Regions from separate parts of the Athene noctua genome. Here region 1 is linked to region 2. A link is a contact called in public Hi-C data. All regions are on one chromosome and are shown on one strand. The core of a region is the stretch at or near the end of the contact, and the rest is flanking DNA. Distances in the headings are between cores, read along the strand shown.

Region 1 (5,280 bases), core at 1,150-3,649, 320 kb after region 2:
AGCCTGCAACTTACTTCCATAACATTATTAGGAAAATCAGCAAATAGTAATACACCCCCATAGGCGAGAGGGGGAATTAGACATCAAGATGAACTTGGAAATTGAACAGAAGCATTAGCCTGTAAGAGTCTGTTGCAAACCACTAAGATAGAAGATTTTTAGAAAACGAACAAAGTTTTCACTTCCTTTTTTGTGTAATGGTAAACTGAAAACCAGACATGGGATAGGAGGATTGCAAGTACTGCAGAAACACGGAACATGGAATTTGCTAGCTAAGATTTTCTTTCCCTATATTATAAACAACTTTTTTTTTTTTTAGTAAAGAAACATGAAACAAGGCAAACCAAACACTTTTCCTTTCCAGCAGCCATAAAACTTCTTGAGATCAACAGAAGACAGGCACTGCCTCTAAAGAGTCTCATGTTTCAGACACTTGTACCCCTGTGCTTACTGAAGAGCAACCAAATGTGATCACCACATCAGGAACACAATCCTATCGTCTCAAAGCAAGCACAATACTGAAATATCACATTTTGCAGTAAAACTACACACACTCACTGAGTAATGCCAAACTCTTTTACAGTAAAACCCTGTGTAACTACACTCCCCACAGCAGCAGTTCACTGACACTGGCTGACTTGAGGTGACAGCCGGGCTGACAGTAAAGACAGGCTTGGCACTGCCCAGCACCAGGCCACAACATCGATTACAGTACATTACCTTTGCACTAAGCCTCGGCAACTGCGGCGAGCACTGGCACTACAGCACGCTTATCAGTTTTTCCTAAATCCGGGTGGAAAGCTGCAGGTTATAGCTCCATCTGACAAGGAAACGCTCCGAGGGCCAGGCCCAGAGGCACCCAGGCAGGCAGACCGTTACGGCAGAGATTTGTCTCTCTCCTTCCAGTTTAACAGCACCGATCCAAATGACTCCGGGCCCTCAAGAGGGCTCAGCACTTGACCGAACAACTCCAGCCCGCTCTCCAACGCGACACCCTCACGTCCTGCTGCCTTCCTTGGACTACCGTCCGAGCCGAGGAACAAGCCGATCCCCTCTGCCCAGAGGAGGGCGCAGACCGAGACACAACGCCCCACGGGCTCCCACGCGGGCAGCCGCCCAACGCGGCCCTGCCCGCCCGAGCCCGCCTCGCCCGGGACCGGCCCTCACGGCGGGAGGCGGCGGCGGGCGGGCCGAGGCGAGCGCGGGCGGCAGCTGCCGCCACTCAGCGGGTGTCGGGGGCGGGGGGGCGGCTGGCAGCGCGGCAACGGCCGGAACGGGCTGGCGCCGAGCTGTTCGCCGGCCCCCGCCGCTCCGAGGAAGGGCGGGGAAACGCGGCCTGACCCTACGGGAAAGGGGAGACCCCACCCGCCCCGGCGCGGCCGCGGGGAGGGAGAGGCTCCCCCTCAGAGGGGGCGGCGGGGAGGGGACACCGAGCGCTCGCGAGGCCGGCGCCGCCGGTGCCCGGGTGTTGGTTACCTGGCGCCAGAGGAGCGAGGGAAAGGCTGAACCGCCGGCGGCGGCAACAGCGGCGGCTGAGATTGGCCTCGCCCCGCCCGCTTTGCCGGGGCCGCCGGGAGCCCCCGCCCCCCGCGCGGCGCGTGCCGCCAGCGCCCCCCTCTGCGGCCCGCCCGCCCACCGGTAACCGCCCACCGGTAACACCCCCACCCCCCACACAACCCCCACCCCTCACACACCCCCCCACCCCTCACACCCCTCACGCCCCTTCACACCCCACCTCACTCAGCCCCTCCCACAGCCACTCACCCCCCCTCACCGCCCTCACCCAGCCCCTCACATCACAGCACCCATCACACCCCCACACCCCCCCTCACCCCCCGCCCCGCACAGCCCCTGCACACCGCCCTCACACACCCCCTCACAGCCCCTGCACACCCCCTACAGCGGGGCGCAGCGCGGGGCTCCCCTCCCCCAGACTCCCCTCATGGCCCCGGCTCCCCTCCGTCAGACACGACACCCTCATGGCCCCAACTTCCCTCCACCAGACCCCCCTCCCTGGCGCCCGCTCCCCAGGGCTGTCCTGCCCTGCCTCAGGCTCTTCCCTCGGGCAGCAGTGGCTGCTGGCAGCCGCAGCCAAGCTGCTCCCTGCCTCAGCTTCCCCCTCCGCAAAATGGATCCGGGGATGCCTCTGGAGAGAGAAATGTTAGAGACAAGGAGAGTTACCTCTAATTTTCACTTCGGCCTCTGTTGCTTGGATCCTCATTGACTTTACCACTATTTCTGTGTCTCCCCTCGCTGTTTCCTTCCCACTCAGTCTTCTTTGGATTTTCTTTCACTTGCTGTTCTCTAAGACTCCTGGCACTTGCACATCGCACCCAGCCACTCAGCTGGATTTAAGCATTTCAGATCCCGTTCCATGCTCAAACGAGCTCCACCAGTGCCAACCCCAGGCTGCGGTAACCGCTGGACAACTGCACACCAAAGAAATGTCACAGGCCTGCTTTCAGCAGAGAAGTCATAGTGTGAAATAAGACCCATTGTTCAAATATTTGGGGAATGTATGCCAATACATTCAATTTGAAATCTGCATCTGAGTCACGTTTTGTTAAATCTTTAGTCTCCCCGAGCCTACAGTTTTCTTGTGGGCATTGCAATGCTGTGCGCTGCGGGCAAGGACGGTTCAAATGGCAGTAAACAAAAGAACAGGGAATGTGTCACTTGAGAGAGGGTAATCAGGCCAAAAATTGTTATTTACTTGTGCATGCAGGAGAAATGACTCAGCTTGCTGGGAAAGACTGGGTAATAAATATGTAATTATCAAATAAATGAATAGACTCTGTGTACTTATTTGGATACAAAATGGGTAAAAGCAGCTAATCCTTAAGACACAGAGATGTAAAATAAAGACATTCACTTAAGACATCAGCTGATGTCAATGTAGCACTAATTTTAGGCAATTACTGTTTATTTTAAAAGACCTTTGCTCTAGCTATGTGAGAGTTTTAAGATGCTGCAGCCAAAGTTGATCTGATTCCAGTAACGCTTGGAAGCCAACACATAATTTGGTAAGACGTGCATCCCCTCACCAGTCACCTCCTCCTGGCATACGGCTGAATACTTTGCAGAACGGTAAATCATCTCCCTTTTCTGGCCATCCCGTCTCTTTCTGTACTTACTTCACACCTGTTTTCTTGTCTTTAGAGTAGGTAATGTTTAAGGGCTTAAGATAGTCTGGGCAAAATCACCTCTTAGTTTAAATCTCCCTGAAACTCTTTGGTGGTGTGAGGCCAGGCCCCCTTGGGGATATTTCTGCCCCGGTTCCCCTGGAGCCCAGCCAGGGCAAGGCTGTGCTCTGCTCTGGCAGGACAAGGCATGTTGCGCTCCCTGGGCGTTGCTCCAGCTCCCCGGGCCGCTCTGACTTGTCCTGAGCAGTTGTTTTTCCATCAGGACCAGGCCAAGAGGCTGGAGGAGGATGGCTGAGACTTGGCTGTCCCTCTGCTCCTTGGCTATGAGGAGCAATAGGGCCTCTGGTTTCTAGGATTTAAGGGAAACTTGGTTGGATGTCCCAGTTTTGTTAGAAGCCGGTACGTATAGGGAGTTAATTTTTCCACATTTCAGAATAAACTGCTCTGAGGCAAACAGAAATTATTTCAAAGTTTTTCAGCGTCCAACAATGAGCTCTGAACACAAAGTGGGCTCACTTAATTTTACTAGCCAAGCTGAAGTCTGTAGAAAAATGGTCAATAGGAATAAAAATTGATCATATTAAAAATATTTCAGTTGGGAATTGGAAAAAAAAGCTTTCTTTACCGACACCAGGTATAGGGAAACTGCAATACAAGGCCAAACCAATTCAAAGTCCACATTTCTGTAGTCCTACCTCTTCTTCCCTTCCCACTGTGATTCCCACATTATTGCTCCGCTCCTTTCCCCTCCTGCCGTGACTCCCACTCCCATTCCCAGTGCACTCCTGCATTCATTCACACCTGGGAAGCCAGGGCTGCTCCACGTTCTGGCCCGTGCTATCAGAAGGCACAGGACCGCACAGTGTATGGACTGAATGTGACAGAAACCAGTGTGGCAAGGTGTTTGACTGGTAATGCTGGGTAGCGGGCACGGCATGCTGCTGTGCAGGTTGGAACGGGTGAAACGCTGCCTCTCCCAGGGCTGTGAGGGCCATGGCGTGGCCGTCACCCAGGCAGGGGTGCCTGGAAGCACGAGGATGGCTGAGCACGGGGCGGTGCTGTGTGGTGGGTCAGTGAGGGGACCAGGTCACTGCTTCCCAGTCTGAAGGTGGTGGGGCTGGGGAAGCGCTGTGGTGCATCCCAGGGAGCTCAGCAGCAGCCTGGGGAGGGGTGCTGGGCTCGGGGTGCTGGGGTAACGCGTGGCAGGGCTGTGCTGGGCAAGGGAGATGCTGTGGGTTTGTTCCCTAGCGTGAGGCATGTGGTGACCTTTATGTTCAAGACTGGGGAGATGACCATATATATGATGTGCATTAGTATGAAAATTGCCTAAAATATCTGGAAATCTGATTTCTTGCTCATTAAAGTTTCTCTCCATCTGCATCACGTTTTATGGGCCCTTTCTCTACACCATCAATTGCTGTCAGCCAAAGGCAATGGGTGCTCCCTACGGAGCAATTAGGTTATCAGTTAACAGGGGGCTGCAAAGCACTTCAATTCAATTTTGCCACTAGATTCTGCCACGGCCCTGACTTACAGGGGATTTCAGACACTAACAAGAAAAGCCGATTACATGCAAGGCAGGCCGACAGAGCAGCCGTTCTCCTCACAGCTCTCAACTGCTGCTTCATCTCAGTTACTGCTGCTTGTGAGCTTCTCTGGGGGATTGATCTCAGTAGATGGACAGAAGCCTGTTAACTGTAATTTTGTTGATCCTTCAGCTGCTAATAATGAAGATTTTTTAAATTTTTCTTTCTCTCTTTTTAAAACTTGGTTAGAGCTTCACGTGAAGGGCTGAGGCACAGAGCAGTATCCACCAGGACCAGCTCTGATCCACTCTTCTAGCCAACAGTTGCTCACCTTCCCAGGCGGTGATCCTAACACTGACTGAAAATAAAACAGAAACTCGGCTGCTCTCATCTCAGCAGTTGTCTTCCACAAGCCAAGCTGGTACTTTGTATCCGGGGCAATGTTCTAATATGTCTCTGTTGTGCAGACACGGGACTTCGCCAGGGTGAGATAAAGCCTATGCAATAACCCATCAGAACACTAATCTGATCTATATATATATAACTATAGCTATTATAAGAACTTAAATATAGTAAGCAAAATAATAAATAAAATAACTTATAGTATAATA
Region 2 (4,731 bases), core at 726-3,225:
ATGAACAATGTGATGTCTGATGGAAACATCCACCACTGCTGCAGAACACTCTTCTAGGACGCAGCCAGACAATGATGGCTCTAACTTACACAATTCAAAGCTTCTTTCCTTCAGCTGCGGGTTATACAGACACAGTGAAAAGAAACTATGTAAATCAAAGGACAATACTGCTTTGAAGGCAGATGGCCAGGAAAAATTTTATGCTAGAAACTTGAAGCTCTCTTTTTTTCATGAGAGCAGTGGGGTTGTGAGACAGCCTTCTGATGGGAATAAACAGTTTTTAACATCGGGTTTGGTTTGTTTATGAAGGGGATTACATGTAGTAGTTATATATTTAATAGGGACTTGAATTGAATGACCCAGAAGGTCTCTTCTCACATCAGTTTCCAAAGTTTATGTGTCTACAGCCATGCTGGGCAGAGGGACAGGACTCAGTCCGCTCGGCACAGCACTGCCTTTCACACTGCTCCCAGACCTGAACTGGGATCTCCTGGTGGGGCTACCTCACACCCCCCGGGTGCCCCCAGGGGGGGGTTGTGGGTGCTCCTGGCATGGACATGGCACAGCTGTCCGAGAAGACCCCATGCAGCAAGTGCCACAGGAGACAAAATCAGAGTTAGCCCTTTGCAAACCAAAGACCTGCAGCAGGCTAGTGCTCTGTCATTGCAGTTGTTTTCTGAAAGAAGGGCTTTAAAGAAGGACCTTGGGTAATGTTATGGGTCCAGGAATACCCATCCAGGAATAGGATGTTCTTACCAGGCGTGGGATAGCCTGGTAAGAACATCTGGCTGATGACATGATATCATTTAGCCCATCAGGTCTGTGCTGCCAGGAAGCCCGTAACATCGGTGCGGCCGGCTGTAAGCTGGCACGCACAGCAGGAGTCACGCGAATGCCGCGTGGCAGGGTGACGTGGAAGACAGATGAGTGGCACATGCCATTCCCAGACTTTGACAGCACAAATTAGCCTGTGCAGTCAGTTACTACATGCCTTCCTAAAGCTCCTCTTCGATCTCATAGCTCCACTCTGCATCTGAGTCATGTACTACAGGAGAAAGTCAGGTGTTTTCTGGGGAGGCCAGAGGCAAAACAACATTTTGTCCATTTCTCAATCCCGTAACAAATGTCATTAAATCAATAGTCCTCACCTCCTCTGTGTGAAGCCATATTGTTACACACACTCAAAGATCAAAATTTCTAAACTACACCCTGATCTTGAGGTGCCTTGTTAAAGTGAGATAAGCATTTAAAAAGAGACCAGCAGGGAAACTTTTTATCCATTTGACTTCTGCAAACCCACAGCTGCAGCTGATGCTTGCCCACCCAAACCAGTCAGCACGTGCTGAATCCTGCAGCGGGGCCCTGAGCATCAGCCTGCTGCGATGAGAACAGCCTCTGTCACCGAGCTCTCTGGATTTATTATAAAGTTTGGAAATAACATGAGTGAAGCATCACAGTCCAGAGGGATGGTGCCACAGCCTAAACCCTGGTGAAAAAATGAAATGTAAAAGGCAAAGGGCTGAGATGCTGTAGTGTCCTCTGGAGTGAACCAGTCCGACATGGGTTTTTCTGGGTCACTCTCCCACGTGCCCTTATTTGAGACGTGTCCCGCAGCCAGGACAGCCCTGCACTCCCGCCCCGTGGAGCGCCCGTACAACACGGTACTCACAGCTGCAGGACTGCTTGTGGCCTGCGGCTGCATCCCCTGGGGAAGCTGGAGAGGCCCCTGTCTTCAGCACCGCACCGCGCCGCGCCGCGCCCCCACCCTCAGCTCACCTCCGCACCCTCCCCTCTCCCTTCCCGCCGACCCACTCCTAGCTCGGCCCCGCCCCGGCCCCGCCCCCGCAGCATGACTCAGCACGCCCCCGGCCGCTGATTGGCCGAGCGCCGAGAACACGCAGCAGACGGCGACGGAGGGCGGGGGTCACTATTGGCTCGTCCCGCCGTGACGTCATCCGCGGTGGCCGGGGCGGGCCGGAGCGTGACTCAGCACGTGCGCGCGGGTGAGTCAGCGGGAGGCGCATAAAGGCGGCGGCGGCCGCCCTGCGCCCCCGTGGGGAAGGCCCCGTTGTTTGGCCGCCATGGAGCTCCCGGGGCTGGGCCGGCACTGCTCGGAGCGCGCCTGCAGGCAGCTGGGTAAGGCGGGGCGGGGGGGATCGGGACCCCGAGTTCGCACCTTCCCCCAGCACCCCGCCGGCTGGCACTCGTAAGGGGCGGTAGGTCCTGTGCTGGGGGGCCCAAATCCTGCACCCCGCCCCTGCAGGAGGGTGCTGTGGTTAGTAGCGGGTACCAGTGCGGCTTCTGTGATCCCCCTAAATAGGTCTGGTAGCGGGGTGACAGTTGAGCCCGGTGTATTTTGTTCTTGTATGTTGTTAAACTGTTAAGGGATGGTTTTTAAAGAATAAAAAGATTTTTGAGCCGGGGCTTTGGATTTGTACTTCAACTCCTAGCTCTTGACTAATGCCTCGCTAGAGGTTCTGTATTCAAGGAGCTTCTGACGTATTTACAACTGTTTGTGGATAAAAAGAGGGAAAACATCACTCTTACTTTTTTTTTTTAGTTTTAACATTTGTGGAGAATTACATACTTCCTCTAGATGTAACTGGATTGTGACTAGGCAAAAAATATTTGCTTTAGAATTTATTTGTAGTTTTTTATGAGTAGTCTTACAGCTGTTAGCTCTGCTCCATAAGAATCTGTTTTCTTTTTTAAATTTTTCTCCCAGACTTCCTTCCTCTGAAATGTGATGCATGTGGGGAAGTATTCTGTAAAGATCACATCCGTTATGATGACCACAAGTGCAGCTCTGCCTACAAGAAAGTAAGTTCTTACGCAAGTCAGTGATTCACACTGCAAAATTGCCAAGTCATGTATAAAGGCTGCTCTGAAACTTGACATGTGATTTTAATAGGAGCAGATGTGAGAACCACAAGTTATAAGTTAATGATAGAGCTGATTTTCAAATATACAGAAACATAAAATTTCAGAGGTCAGTACTATTAGATTCTAGTTTGTTTCACTTACACAGCATCTTCCCAGAGAGGAGTGCCTTATATTTTAAGCAATGTATTGTGGCCTAAAACTTTTTGCAGCCCTGGTCCTTTAAGCTAAAGGACAGAAAATATGAAACTACAGAATAAATAAATAGAATATGTGGAGCTAAACTTTGATCTCTGGCCCATACTTGGGCTTTGAGGTGTTCAAAGGCTGTAATTTCAGAAAGCTTAGAAGCATATTTAAAGTCAACTTACCAAATGTGTTGCTACAAATTGATTTGGGAAAGCATGTCTGACACTTTAGGATAATGATTTGCAGTTGCCTTTGAAGTACATCTTTAAAAGCATTACTAAATGAGTAGAATGTAAACCACTTGTGAATACACTTCTATCACCCATGGGTAAGAGAAGGGGAAGGACAGCAAAATAATTGAGTTGGACTTCTAATCTGTGTTTTATGTTCTTAGAATGTGCAGGTTCCAGTGTGTCCACTCTGTAATGCACCCATCCCAATACAGAAAGGGGAAATACCAGATATTGTGGTTGGAGCCCACATGGATAAGAGCTGCAAATACAATCCAGCACAGCAAAAGCAGAGGGTAAGGAAACTGCTGCTGAAGTCTAAACTGTCTGCCTAATGCTTGTGAAGTTAGGTTTTCTGACAGCAGATGTGCAGAAGCTTGCTCTGTTTCGTCTTGATTCTAAGGGTGCTTGAGCATTTATGCTTCAGCTTGGTCTTTACTTGGGAAGCTGATCACAGAAAGGAAGCCAGCATTGCCAAATTCATGTCCTCTGTTATTTAGATCTTCACAAACAAGTGCTTAAAGCCAGGCTGCAGAAGGAAAGAGATGATGAAGGTAGTTTGTGAACAGTGTGGTGGCAACTTCTGCATAAAACATCGGCATCCTCTGGATCATGACTGTAAAGCGAGCAGTCACTCCACCTCCAAGGCAGGGTAAGCTGTATTTATGATACTTTGAGCTCAAGTTGTAATTTCAGAGCTAGTATCGGGTTGGTGGGGAGCTCAGACCAATAGGGAATTCTGTAAGCCACTAGTGACATCAATAAAATAGTCACAGTCACTACTTCTTCTTTGTATTTCAGGCTTAACTTCTGAAAGTCTGTGAGCCAAGATAAAAGCTTGTCAAATGCTTCCCTAAAATTCTTCCAAGCTTACCTGTGTCAGTCTCCTAATTGAGACTAGGAACTGGCCCACTCAAGTACTGATTGGGGTCTGGATCTAAATACTAGAATTCTGAAGTTTTGCCCAGCACATTGAAGTAACTAAGAAAAATCAGTACCCTGCCATGCTAAGTTTAAACTCAGCTTTATTAAAAATGTCTCTTGCAGGGAGATGTACCTTCATTGTTCTGTGCAATAGGACTGTAAGACTTGTGTGACAAATGCAGATAATTAAACTGGATGGAAGACTGAAACTACTGGCAGTGTGCATAAGAAGTGCTGAGCCCGGTTGTATTTCTTTTGTAGATATGCAGCTCTGATGAGAGCCTCTCAAACTGCCTTCAAGTCAACGGGAGCAATTGGAGTGCCATCTAATGGGAGTCTTCAGCACAACAGGTATAAGCTGGAGAAGGAGAAAAGACAAACACTGTTTAAGAATAGTCTTATGTCAATACAGTGTAGGAGTGTCCCTGTCATACCTCTAACTGTTCTAGAGTTGGTAGTTGACCTTTAATTGGTGTTGGGAATGCAGTAGAGAGATTGTGACCGCACA

Evidence for each region. Hi-C and Micro-C count contacts between places; a contact is called where the count stands out from the background.
Region 1: a contact with region 2 is called in a Hi-C map of heart, with 2.4 times the contacts expected there. The contact joins the promoter of SUN1 here to the promoter of ZFAND2A in region 2. A contact is called at or near these places in 2 of 2 Hi-C or Micro-C datasets (heart and liver).

What each region holds. Positions count from the first base shown.
Region 1 is chr15:9,624,791-9,630,070 of bAthNoc1.hap1.1, forward strand. It overlaps SUN1 (Sad1 and UNC84 domain containing 1), which reads right to left and starts at 2,400. Exons shown (of 23, transcript XM_074919668.1): 1 at 2,182-2,400.
Region 2 is chr15:9,301,123-9,305,853 of bAthNoc1.hap1.1, forward strand. ZFAND2A (zinc finger AN1-type containing 2A) reads left to right here and starts at 1,976. Exons shown (of 6, transcript XM_074919308.1): 1 at 1,976-2,136; 2 at 2,726-2,820; 3 at 3,464-3,595; 4 at 3,800-3,951; 5 at 4,485-4,574. The coding sequence starts at 2,082.